Linked DNA regions of Anas platyrhynchos: region 2 is linked to region 1. The links are chromatin contacts, called in public Hi-C maps. All regions are on one chromosome and are shown on one strand. Each heading gives the region's core, a stretch centred on a gene start, on an enhancer-like site or on the middle of the called end of the contact. The rest is flanking DNA. Distances are from core to core; before and after follow the strand shown. Region 1 holds the start of ARID2 (AT-rich interaction domain 2). Region 2 holds the start of SCAF11 (SR-related CTD associated factor 11).

What was found. Hi-C and Micro-C count contacts between places; a contact is called where the count stands out from the background.
Region 2: a contact with region 1 is called in a Hi-C map of subcutaneous adipose tissue, with 1.9 times the contacts expected there. The contact joins the promoter of SCAF11 here to the promoter of ARID2 in region 1. A contact is called at or near these places in 2 of 8 Hi-C or Micro-C datasets (skeletal muscle and subcutaneous adipose tissue).

What each region holds. Positions count from the first base shown.
Region 1 is chr1:32,558,571-32,564,688 of IASCAAS_PekinDuck_T2T, reverse strand. It overlaps ARID2 (AT-rich interaction domain 2), which reads right to left and starts at 3,214. Exons shown (of 21, transcript XM_005009952.5): 1 at 2,169-3,214; 2 at 1,915-2,008; 3 at 659-756. The coding sequence starts at 2,260. It overlaps LOC113843579 (a long non-coding RNA gene), which reads left to right and starts at 3,268. Exons shown (of 5, transcript XR_011807233.1): 1 at 3,268-4,778; 2 at 5,665-5,728. LOC106017421 (a long non-coding RNA gene) reads left to right here and starts at 5,735. Exons shown (of 4, transcript XR_011807242.1): 1 at 5,735-6,118.
Region 2 is chr1:32,714,043-32,720,160 of IASCAAS_PekinDuck_T2T, reverse strand. It overlaps SCAF11 (SR-related CTD associated factor 11), which reads left to right and starts at 2,428. Exons shown (of 15, transcript XM_072034133.1): 1 at 2,428-2,561. LOC106017383 (a long non-coding RNA gene) reads right to left here and starts at 1,911. Exons shown (of 2, transcript XR_003497046.3): 1 at 1,239-1,911; 2 at 55-1,092.

The DNA.
Region 1 (6,118 bases), core at 1,965-4,464:
TTCAGTGTAAACCTCCATGCTACATTAAAAAAAAAAAATCTGCATCTTAAAAAATAATCTGCATGACTTCAAGGAATATAAACTTATTTTTAAAAACTGCAAAAATCTACTATTTTTCAAGTAACAGGAAAAAAAAATATTTATCTTTGTACTCTAAAATAAAACATAATGTATGCTGCTGGTAATTGATAACAGTATAAATTAGACTGCTTTGGATATCTTCCTACAGATGCATTTTCCTTCAATGTCTGACCCCACTGAACAGTAAACAAGTTTACATATAGGAACACATTTCAGTGCTTCAAAAATTAAACTAAGTTTCTGTAACTACAATACCAGGATCTCTTAGTAACTGTCCTTTAGTACCACCGTTCTAAAATAATCAATTAAAATGGCTCTGACATGGATTGTTTATATACTTAGGATCCCCTGAAAGTTTAAGGCTTGCATCTGTAAAATACAAATAAAATAACTGCAGAACATAATTACCTTTAAGTGATCACTGCAGCAGACAAATAAGGAATTAGAAGTCCTTTCTGGTTTATTTTGTAGCTTTTTTTTTTTTTAAGAGTAGGGGTATTTTTATTATTGCACACACCGACAACCCAATATAATCCCACACTCAAAAATACTACTGCAACAGCTTGATAGCACTCACCGCAAGTAATACTGTTTTAAAGCGAAGGCAGCGTTAGAACAACTTCTGGGAAAGTTAAACTCCTCTACAATTTCTCCCCACTGATTCTTCTCAGATACCTGTCAAAAACAACACACAGGGGCCGAGATACACAACGTACACACAAACACCTCGTCGACAGCAAACATCGCAAAAAAAAAAAAAAAAAAAAAAAAAAACCTACGAGCTGCCACGAAGCAAATAGATAAATATATGGAGAAAATAGTACTAATAATAAAGAGGAATGTCTATGGGGTTTGGGACTGCATTTGTTACTGACAGCCGCTAATATTCCCCCTTCGGGAACAATCCCGCTCCTCGCCGACATCTTCCCGGCTGGTTGTGTTTTGCCTCCTTTCGGGGGGCACGGCCGGGAGGGCCCGCAGCGTTTTGGGGTTTGTTTGTTGTTGTTTTTACTGCCTGGACAATAACCAATCGGGAGTCCCTCTGTCGCCCCCTTTTAAATCCTACCGCGGTCCGTTAAAAACCCAAAGAAGTTTAAAATAAAGGCAGGCGAGGCGGGGAGGGGGCGCCCCCTGGGCTGCGGGGTGCGGGGGAGCGGGGGAGCCCTCCCGATGGGTCCCCCCGCGGCAGCTCCCCAGCCACAGAGAGGCCTTTCTTTTGAGGCCTACATTTCTGTCCCTAGCCTTGAAGCCTAAAGATGGCTATTTGATTACACACCGTCTTGGGTGCCCCTTTTGTTATTTTTCCCCGGGAAGGGCTCGGAGGGCAGCGCCTGGCCCCCCCCCGGCCGCGAGGCTCGTTCCCTAGCCCATGCTCCGTGCCGATTATCGATGTTAAACATGCCCGCTAATTTTGAGTTGCACTAAAACTGCGCTCAGACTCTCTCCTCTCTCCGTCTCTCCCTCTCAGAGGCGCACACACAAGCTGCGACCACAGGCGACACAAACTGCCCCTCACGGCCCCGAACGCCCCGCTCCCCCCTCGCCTTCCCCCGGCGACGGGGGGCAGGGGGCCGGGGCCCGGCCGGGGGCGGGGGGGGGGCCGGCCAGGGGCTCCGCCGGACCCCCGGATCCCCCTCCATCGCTCCGCCGACAAGGCCAAGGCACCAACCTGCCTGCCTGCTTGCTTCCTTCTTCCACCCCCCACCTTCTCTAACCGGCTTTAAATAGGACGGTTCCCGGCCACCCCGGCTCCCCCCGCCGCCCCCGGGGGTCAGAGGAGACTTTTGGGAAGAGGTTAGCGGGAGGGAAAGCCAAATTAAAACTTCCACTCACCTTCCCAAATCCGCCTAAAGTGGTGACTCTGGTGTAGAGAGCGTGAAGATCCAGCTCCTTCCCACCCACCACAGGGATCTTCTTAAAAGGAGACCTGCCAAAGGAGATACACACAAAACACCACAACTTGTCAGCTCTGCCCCCTTTTCTCCCCTCGCTGGGGCTGCCGTGTCCTTCAGGGAAGGGGCTGGAAGTTGGATCTGGTCGGTTTAAAAGCCTCCCCCCCTCCCGTTCCATCTCCCCATTTTCCTCACCCTCTGCTGTGGTGAAACTGCCGCAGCTCGTCCAGGAAAGCGAGTCCCTTTCTCCGCTGGTCTGCGTGGTTTTTACCCGTCGAATTTGCCATTTTTGTAATAAAAAAGGTCCTCTTAAAAAAAAAATCCAATTTAAAAAAAAAAACGGCCGACAACAACAACAACAATCCCCGGCTCCTCCTTGTCTTTAAGAGACCCAGGTGCCCGTGCTCGGCCGGGGATCAGCCATGGAGAGGGGCTTGTTTAAAAAAAAGTTTAAAAGGAATAAGGGAGCCCAGAGAGTGTGGTAATTGCGAGTCCTGTCTCCACACAACACACAGGCAAAGAGACAGGGAGGGAGAGGGGCACCTCTCAGTAATTCCTCCTCCCGCTGCTGCTGCCTCTCTCAGCACCACGAACCCAACCGATCCAGCCTGCACATGAGACTCAACATGGTGCTGCTGGATCACACAATGAATTGGGTTACTGTTGTGGTGGGGTGGGGGGGGAGCCGGAGTGAGGTATTGACAGTGTGTGTGTGTTACAGCCGCGGCTCCATGCGATCTCCCTCTCCCTCGCTCGCTCCCTCGCTCGCTCTCTCGCACACACACACTGTACAGCTACGGCGGCGGCGGCGGTGGCGGCGGCAGCAGGATTCACTTCTCTTCTCTCTCAGACAAAAAGATCTGAGGCCGCCGTGCTTCTGCCTGGACGAGAGCGCAACACAGCGGGCCCCGCAGGCCGCTCCCGGTACTGCACGAGGCAGCTCCGAAGGCAAAAGCCAGCGCAGCCCCAGCAAGCAGTTCCTGGCGGGGAACAATAGGCTCCTCTCGCCGCTAAGGGCTCATCTGCAATGTGCCGCAAACTTCACACAAAGCCGGGCGGAAAGAGGCGAGGGAGAGGGAGAAGAGGGGAGGAAAAAAACGGCTACTACCGGTTGTTGCAGGGCCGGGGGCCGGGGAAACGCGCCCTCCGCGCCGGGCTCGCCACGGCGGCCGCTCCCCGCTCGCTGCTCCGGGGGGAGGGCAGCAGAGGTGGGCTCGCAGAGCGGAGCGGGGCCGTGGTGTTTTTTTTTTTTTTTTTTCCTCCTTTTTTTTTTTTTTTTTTTTTTTTTTTTTTAATCGGGCTCACGCCGAGCGCCTCGAGTTCAAGGGGTGGATGGGTGGGGGGTGGGGGGGAGAGAGAGAAAAACAACAACGGAAGGGGGCACTGGCGGATTTTGACTTTTGAAAAACTTTGTGGAGTCCCCCGGCCCGAGGTGTTCCCAAGGACAGGAAATCTCCCCGGGCAGCGCGGGGTGGGGGCGGGGAGGCGCTGTGCGGCAGGGCCGGCCGGAGCCCCCCGCTCCGGGCCGAGGGGGCTCCAAACTTCCCCGAAGAGGAGCCTTCCCCAGCAGGGCTGCCCCGGGGAGGTTTGCCAGCAGGGGCCTGAACTCTGCCTCGCTCCATAAATATATATATATATTTTTTTCCCTCTCAGAGGCGCTCTGCCCTGTAAGCAAAGAGCTTTAGGGCTGCTCTACTCAATCTAAGCCGCATATATGTTTCTGTGTATCGCTTAAAGTGTAGAATTATGCAAGGAGAAAGGCCTCGGCCCTCACCCTGGGCTGGCGGTAGCCAAAAGCGGCGGCCCGCTCTCCCCTTTGCATATGGCGCGCGCAGTATTTGTAAATATTTTCCTCATCACGTGTATCCAGCGCCTGGGAGCCCAGGGGAGAACCTGCACTGCGGTCACACCTGCGGAGCAGGTGGGAGCAGAAGGGGCCTGCGCAGCCAGTGGTGCCTGCTGTCCAAAATCCGCTCCCCAGCTGAAGCGGTGGGGTCCAGGCAGGCATTTGTCTTTCCCTACAAGTAAACAGAGCTCCAGGTGAGCGCCTGTCCCAGTTTAAGGGGCGCTGAAGGAGCGTGGGTCCCTCACAACCAGCACACAGAAATTCAGGGCCAGATTGGGCCTTTAGTTTTCTTTAAGCAGAACTCCTCATTAAAGTCAGTAAGGAGCTCTGTTTTGAAATCAATGGCACATTATGGCCCCAAGTGAGCACTTAAGGGAGAACTATAATTCCTTTCTATTCCATGTACTAACTAACTTCAGGAAATAAAACATTTTTTTGAGGATTTTTTGTTTTTCTTTTTGACTTGAATGCTGTTTCAGCTTGAATATAAAAAGACAGAAATAGAGCAAGATGGTTGGTAAGATTTGTCCTTGGGTCACACTTATGGGGGGGGAACAGGGGGGGTAGAAAAGAGATCCCTCGGTTTCAAATCAATAAATATTGAAAATTGCCCTCTCTGCGCGGATGGGCTGGTGGTGCGTCAATTTCAATGCAAGGCGAGCAGTGTCTGTCCCCTGTAGCCTTGGGTGCCCCCCCTGCCCCCCAGGCTTGAAGGAGAGCTGCAGCAAGCCCCTGCCTGTGACACTTCGCGTCCCTGCGATTTCAGCAGCAGGCTCCCAAAGCCGGGATAACGCGAACGGGCGAGGCTTAAAACAAACAAGCGATTGAGGGGGCTAAGCCGCTCGCTCGGGCACACGCAGCTAAACCTTCCTTCGCGGGAGAGGGCGGTGGTTTTTAATCTCGCCTCCAAATTCCTCCCGAGCGGGGGGTCTCCCCTCGGCGAGGGGCGGGCGGCGGAGGTGAGTGGGTGGCGGAGCAGAGCGGAGCGGGGCGGACAGACGAGGCGAGGTGAGGTGAGGTGGGTCTCCATGCTCGGCAATTGCGCACGGTCCCTTACGTAACCGCCAGCTGGGGATTCCCTGGAGGGGGTCACTTTATTCAACCATTACACGGACCCCGGCCGCCGCCGCCGCCGCCCCGCCGCGCCCGGGGCCGCCGCCGGCCGAGGCTGGGACTGGGGCTGGGGCTGGGGCCGGGGCTGCGGCTCCGGCTGCAGGCAGCGCGGCGGCGGCGGCGGCTCCTCACAAAATGGCGGCGCCCATGGAAGCGGCGGCAGCCCCATTTTGTGCCCGGCAGAGCCTGTCAACAAAACGCCGACTTGGCCGAGGCTGAGGGAACAGAAGGCGGCGGCTTCGCTCGCGTTACGGCGCGGAGGGAGGAGAGCGGAGGATTTTCACCGCCCTCCCGCCGCCGAGAGGAGACTTTTCTACCAAGTGTGCGCGGGGGGGGGGGGGGGGCGGGCAGGGAGGGAGGAGAGGGGGGACGCCAGCAGCCAGCGAGTCAGCGGCTGCCTCAGCCCGGAGCTGCGGCGCGGGGGAGGGGAGGGGAAGGGAGGGGTAGAGAAGGGAAGGGAAGGGAAAAGGAGGCAGGCGGCGGCCTCGGCGCTGCCCGCACCGGCTGCGGGGCTCAGCTCGCCCCCGTCCGAGGGCTCCGGGGGCTGCGGGAGCACGGCCCGGCCCGGCGGGGGCTGCCCGGGCGGGAGGCGCTGTTGGCGGCGCAGCCCGGGCGGAGGGGACCGTGCCCGTGGGATTCTGGCGAACCTGTACTGAATGACAGGACGATCTGGCTCCTCGTGTAGCTAACTAGGTCACTGTCAGCACTTAATTACTGTTTGTTTCATTTTAGTGCGTGCCTTATGCATAAACCGGCTATTAGGCTGATGCTTCAAGTAACACTATCCAGCACCAAGGTACAAAATGTCTGTATTGGGCTCTGATCTTGTGATGCCAGCTCGGTGATAATTGCTGTTTTACATTAACCATGTCTGCCTTTCCGTAGCTTGCTTCTTTAGCCTGTACCTGGAATAGATGGAGATCCCATGCGATATGGCTGCAATTTGTATTATACCACCTGTTTGGCTGTTTTTGTGATGATGGGGGCTCCCCTCTCCTTTGAGGTAGAGGAAGGGTTTATGAATTAAGGCCTTTTTTTTCCTTATTTACCTGATTTAATATTGCATGTGTTTTAATTATACCTAAATAAAAGCATTAACCTATTTTATTGTTGAAGTGATAACTATTAATGTGCTAATATTACATTAGTATTTTAAAATTAGAAATATAGCTTGTTGCATATTAAA
Region 2 (6,118 bases), core at 1,179-3,678, 160 kb before region 1:
GACTGATCCTACATGGGGGCAAAGAGGTTGAATGAGTTCTGAATCAACTCTGAGTCCACTTCAGACTTTTTTTAATGTCATTTGAATATACCTACATTCCTCAAAAGCTCAGAATACAAGAGCCAAAGAGATTAATTGTTCATTGCTCAAACGAGCATCTGAAAACTGCGAGCACAAACATCATGTCATCAATGGTCCTTCTGTTCCCTGGATATTGAATATTTTGGTAGCTTTAATCAATCAATCCCAAAAATGTCACTATAGGAAGAACAGCTTGCTACTTTATTTTTTTTTTTTCACCCTATCTCTTTCAGAGACACAGTGTTGTACTGGCAGCTTCGAGACTACAAAAATACCACTCCAGGTTCATTTGGGTTTATTACATTGAGAAAGAAATAATCGTAAAGTCAGTTTTGCCCATCTCTTGTTTGCCCTCATTGCAATGGTTTGCAGATGATAAATGGCACAGGATCGTTTCAATGGTGAAGGATACTTCAAAGTTAAGAATTCAGATTTACAACACCAAAACACAAGTATTTGCATTCCCCCTCTGCACTCTATGCTAATCCTAATTTCTGCACTCATGGATAGCTACAAAGTTCCTCTCCACCATGCCCTGCCTCATCCTTGCTTTTTCATCCACTGCCTCCCCTTGATCTACCATATTATTATGGAAATCTCTTCAGTTTAGGAAGGACTTGAAACCTCTGAGGGCAGGAACTTTGTGGGCACACAGAAAAGTTCAGAAGCTGACAGCAGTGAAGTCCCAGGATTTTCTCTCGACTGCAGACAGCTTGCTCATCTCCAAAGGTGGATGAGAAAGGGCCAAAGCAGTTCTGCTAATACAGCGTACTTTTGAAGTTGTATGAGTAGGTATCAAGGTCAGTGCTGGAAAGGATACGGATGCCACATTTTTACCCATGTATGATACCCAATCAGAGGATCAAACAAAAGTACAGACAGCACCTCAGATGTGATGAGTGTTTCTCTTTGCATTCCTCTGTGTCACGGAAACCTCCCGTCAGCTTCCCTGGCTCCTCTGCGCAACATGATCTGTGCAGCATGAGGGGATGACAGCAACATCTTCATGACCTGTGCCAGAAACAGCAAACACCAGGGCTTCCACTACATCTCTGAGTCTCAAGTGACTCAGGAGTCATTTTAACTACAAGACTCAATAGTAAGTAAAAGCATGCAGCAGTTCTGTGTAGCACGGCCTCCTTGCAACAAAACCTTACCTCTGCGGCCATAGCCAAACACGGTGTTGCTGTTACCCCATCACTCCCCCTTCTTAATTGCTTCAGTGTCTGGTTTGAGGGTCATTCAAGATTTCAGTCTACTCAAGATGCAGCACCGAAAGTCATCTGTCTTAGTCTGCAACAGGGCTTTCTTTAATCTCATCCTTCAAAACAGCTCATTCCTTTCTTCAGATGATGGAGTTCATTAACCTTAATAACCCTTAAAGTCAGGCTTACCTTACACATTTCATCATCTTTCTTCTGTCTGTGCTTTCCTACCTATGGCCGGCGGCTTGCTTATTACATTTCCCTGCAGCCTGCTAATGAAGCCAGTCCTCCCCTTCCTTCCCCTGCCTCTCACACGCTGTCCCTACAGGCTGCTCTTACTTCATTCGAGCTCTTCTGACTTAATCCTAAATTAACATTCTCCCTAACGAGGTGCCACCACTCTGGCTGGACAGCCTCCAACACGCCCCTTAACCCACCATGCCCCAAGAGACCCGCCGCCACACTCCACCAAGCCCCGACCCCCCCCGTCCTGCTGCCCGGGCAGCCTGCAGGGCGTGCGGCCATCACCCCACAGCCCCCCGCTCCCTCACCACCACCGCCATCACCACAGCCATGGCCATGGCCCCCCATCACCGTGCGCGAATAACGAACAGACAGAGGCTGCTTTGGGTCAAGTTTGGGGTAACTTTATTAAAAGGACGGCTCGAAATGGGTCAAGTTTATTAAAATAACGACTCTACACAGGTTAAAGTTATTAAAATAACGAGGCGGGGAGGGGTGTGAAGGAAGGAGCGGGCTGCCCCCCCCCCCGTCGCGCTGTGATGACGCCACCGCCGCCCGGGCCGGGGCCGCGCCCCTCCGCCGCGCCGCCAGCAGGGGGCGCCCGAGCCCGCCCCGCGCCTCCCCGCCCCGCCCCGCCCCCCGGCGGCGGGTCACGTGCCCCGCGGCCCCGGCCCCGCCTCCCCGCCCGGTGCCGCCCCCCGCCCCCGGGAGGACCTTTCCCACAATGCCCCCGCGGGCGGGCCGGTTTGGAGGCGTCTCGCTGGCGGCCGCCACGCCGCCTCCCTCCCCCCTCTCCTCCCCCCCTCCCTCCCCGCGCAGCGCCCCCCCGCGGGCCCCGCCGGCAGCGCCCGGCCCCGTCCCGTCCCGTGGCGGCGGCGGCCATGTGGCCCGGCGCCCGCTGAGCCTGAGCCCGCTCCGCCGCCCGGCCCGCGGGGAGGCAGCGGCCAGGAGCCGGGCGAGGCCCCCGAGCGGCGGCGGCGGCGAGGCTGGGGGACGGCCGCGGGCTCCGCTCCATGCTGGGGACGGCGCCAGGTACGGCGGCAGCGGGGATGGGGAGCGCCCGGGGGGCGGCCCGGGCCCGGCGGGGCCTTCCCCTCCCGCAGGGCCTGACCCAGCCCGGCGGGAGGCTCCCGGGCCTGGGGGGGGCCGGCGGGGCCGCTGTGCCCCGCGGTGTCCTGCCCGTGCTGGGGCTGCGGGGCTGGGCTGTGCTGGGCTGGCCCCTGCGCGCGGTGTGTGCTGTGCTTTAATCTCAGGGAAGCGGAGCTGACTCTGGCGGCCGGTGCCGTGCTCGAGCACCGAGCTGCTGGCTCGCCGCCGGGTCGGAGCCGTGAGAGAGCTGCGGCTGCCCTCAGGAGTTCACTGCCTGCCTGCCCAAACCTTCCCCTGCGTGGGGCAGCGGGGAGGTCTCCAGTCTCTTGGTTTCTTCTTTCTCTAACCTAACAGTGAGATTCTTAAATGAAATGTCGGCGGCTAAAAGCTGCTGTTATTTGGCTGATCGTACAGGGTAAGCCGTGTCTCTTTCTTTCTCTTTTTTTAATTGGGAAGCTGTATTCGGAGATGCGCGTGCACAAAAAAGCCAGCATCCTCTTTTGCCATATGGAGAAACCTTGGAAAGGTTCCCAAGAACTTCTTCCAAACGTTTCCTTTAGAATTTTTGATGAATATAATGGCTTTTGTTTGCTTTCCTTAGAGGAGACGAGACAAATGTGGGGGGAGGGCAGGGTGGGTACTGTTTAGGATTTTACTAAAAGTTACGATGTCAAACTTCAGCAGGTTTTATCTCAGTAGTTTACAGTTGCTGATGCATTGACCTACAGAGTGATAGATGGCCCACGTCAGAAATTAACCAATTTTCTTTTATGGTCTACGTGACTTGAAGTTTGCCTCTGAATAGACAGAACGGGCAAGAACTCCTCAGAAAAACACCTCTTTCTCTCTCATCCAAATGGTCTCAAAACAGAATGTTCTTCAGGCCTTCTCTAAGAAAAGTAAAACTGGAGGCACTAGTTTATCTTGTGCTCGGATCACTTTAAGACAGGGAATGCTTCTCCAGGAATTTGGTGAGTTTTTTTCAACGTTAATTTGTACAGCTCAAGCACAATATGTGAAGGATCTTGAGTTTGACTCAACATGGAGATGTAAGTTTGTTGTTTTACAATTACTCAGCTGTCACTTTTAAACCACCCAGGAGATAAAGAGCTTCTTTTTGCTCTTGACTGACTGTAGTTTGAGTCACACTTCACGCATGAGTTTTAGCCTCTGGCTTTATAAAACTTGTGTATGGTTCTGCTTGTGATATGTAATGGTTCTGCTCTGGTTACAAACATCTGCTTTTACCTGTCACAGAGATTCCTTGCTGAATATTTGCAGTTTCCCATTCCCCTGAGTGTTCTAAAATGTGCAAAAACTGAAGTTAAAGTTTCCTATATATAGTAATTACCGTCAGGGTGGTTTGTTTCGGTTAATGTTGTGTATGGGGCGGAGTGGCAGAACGCTGTTGGAAAAAGTTGGATGGGCTGACTTGTGGTACCAGTACCAGAATTACTGAAACCTGGCCTCTTGAGTCCATGGCTTCAGCACTGTGATGTTCTTTTTTTACCAGCAATCTAAGGCGAGGGGTAAGAAATGTCCTTCCAGTTAACAGTAACAGAAACGTCTGGTCTAGTTTGTACTGACGTCCAAGCAGATTCCTCAGTGCTGACAACTTGTATGAATGAATTCTGAAATGCTTTTGAGATTAAAGTAGGTTTTATAAGTCTCAACATTGTTCTCTTTCTTTTCTGCCTATTTTGCCAACTTTGAGATAGAACGAGCTTTAAGGTATAAGTTTAACATGCGCATTAGAAACCTCTGATATTTATGGCTATAGTGTTATGTGGAGTGCCTCAGAACAAGGACTAGTTCGTGGCTTTTCAGCAGCATAGGCACGTTTTATTTCATACGTGTGTACTAGTCCGCTGTACCCTGAAGGGGAGCAACCTTAATCTGAGTGTGGTGACTTTTTTTTAAGCCAGCAGTGAGGTTGTGAGGTTGGTAAGTGAGGTTATAGGTACAGTTTGCAAGCTGAAAGCTGTGAACATCTCTTTGTGGGTCTGCAGGCTGCTTGCTTCTGGTGTCCTGAACCGCCTGAGCACGGATGTTCCTGTGAGTAGGAAGTTAGCGGTGTGCAGTCGTGAAATAACAAACGAAGGGCTGCAGCTGGTGGGAGGTGAATGCGTGCATCTTTTAACGTTCAGCTGTCCATCACATCCCTGTGTCTAGGTCTGATGGTGTGCTGAAGGCCGAGTGACTGTAGGAGGGACTCAAAGGCTGAATATGCATGATCTGTACTTCCGTGGCCCACACCAGATGCAACAAACAGTTTTTCCCCGACAGTTTTGTTTTGTTGTTTTTAAAAGCCTGTTGATTGTAGAAACATACTGCTTTACTACTGCTTATTTTTATGGCACTTCTGATTGTTTCTCCAACTAAACGGCTTAAGGAAAACTAATTAAACTTAACCAAATGTGAAAGTTGTCATTTCTGGGCTGGCAAAGTTGTTAGCTGACATGACAAAGGATGATCAAAATACTGCATCTAATTATCTACTAAGTAGCAAGATTAAAATGAACTTGTATTAAAGGCATTTAGTAAGGTCACAAATACATGTACACATGTAGGCATATCTTCACGTTGCATTTGTATACATAGTGATAAAATGAATATTTTTACCCCTTCACTTCTTATTATTACGTAACACTTTCTATAAATTATCTTGATGTAATGCTAGCATTACTTTTTTTTTTTTCCCCCAAAGGAATGCAAAATTTGAGTTTTGATGTTAATAATAATCCAGATATTGGATTATTTTAATTAGAAATTATTTGTCAATCTTCTATAAAGCAATTTTTTTTATATACCATAGTATATTTGTGTTTGAAGGGGGGTAAGGATGACTTGGTTGATGGTCCCTATGTTAGGTCACAGTTTGGTACAGGGAATAATCAGTGTGCAACCCATGCTTATTCCATCATCACAGCAACTGTCTTTGACTCTGTGGCTAGTGGCATTCTTAAATTTCTGAGATTATTTCAGTTTCTTTCACACACATACCTGTACAATAAAAATATGTATGAATGAGGATGTAGAGAGAACTGGAGAAAAAGCTTGCTTTTTGCTCTCAAGCAGAATATTAAAGAAATAAGTCTTGCAGAAGCTGTTATCTAAAGCCTAATGCTGTGGCAAATAGCAGTATCTGGTCACTTTTTCTAATAGATGCTAATAATCATCTCTGTCTTAATGCAGATGTTATTTAAGGATTGGTGAACTCCCATTAAAATGCAGTCTTTTTTCATCTGCTATTAGGTCTGTAAGCACTGCTTAGCTGTGATCTTCCATCAAGGATACTATCTGCGAGTAAACCTGACTGACGCATTCAGTGTTTGGAACTTTTCCAAACTAGTATGAAATTGCCTGGAAACGTCAAGTGCATTAACACGTGTCTCTCTTCTTGCTACTTGGCTTTTATTAGGCTGCCAACAGTAACAGTGAGTGGGAAATCCCTGAGATCAGCATCTGGATAGAAGTCCTCGCGAACGTCCATACCTTTT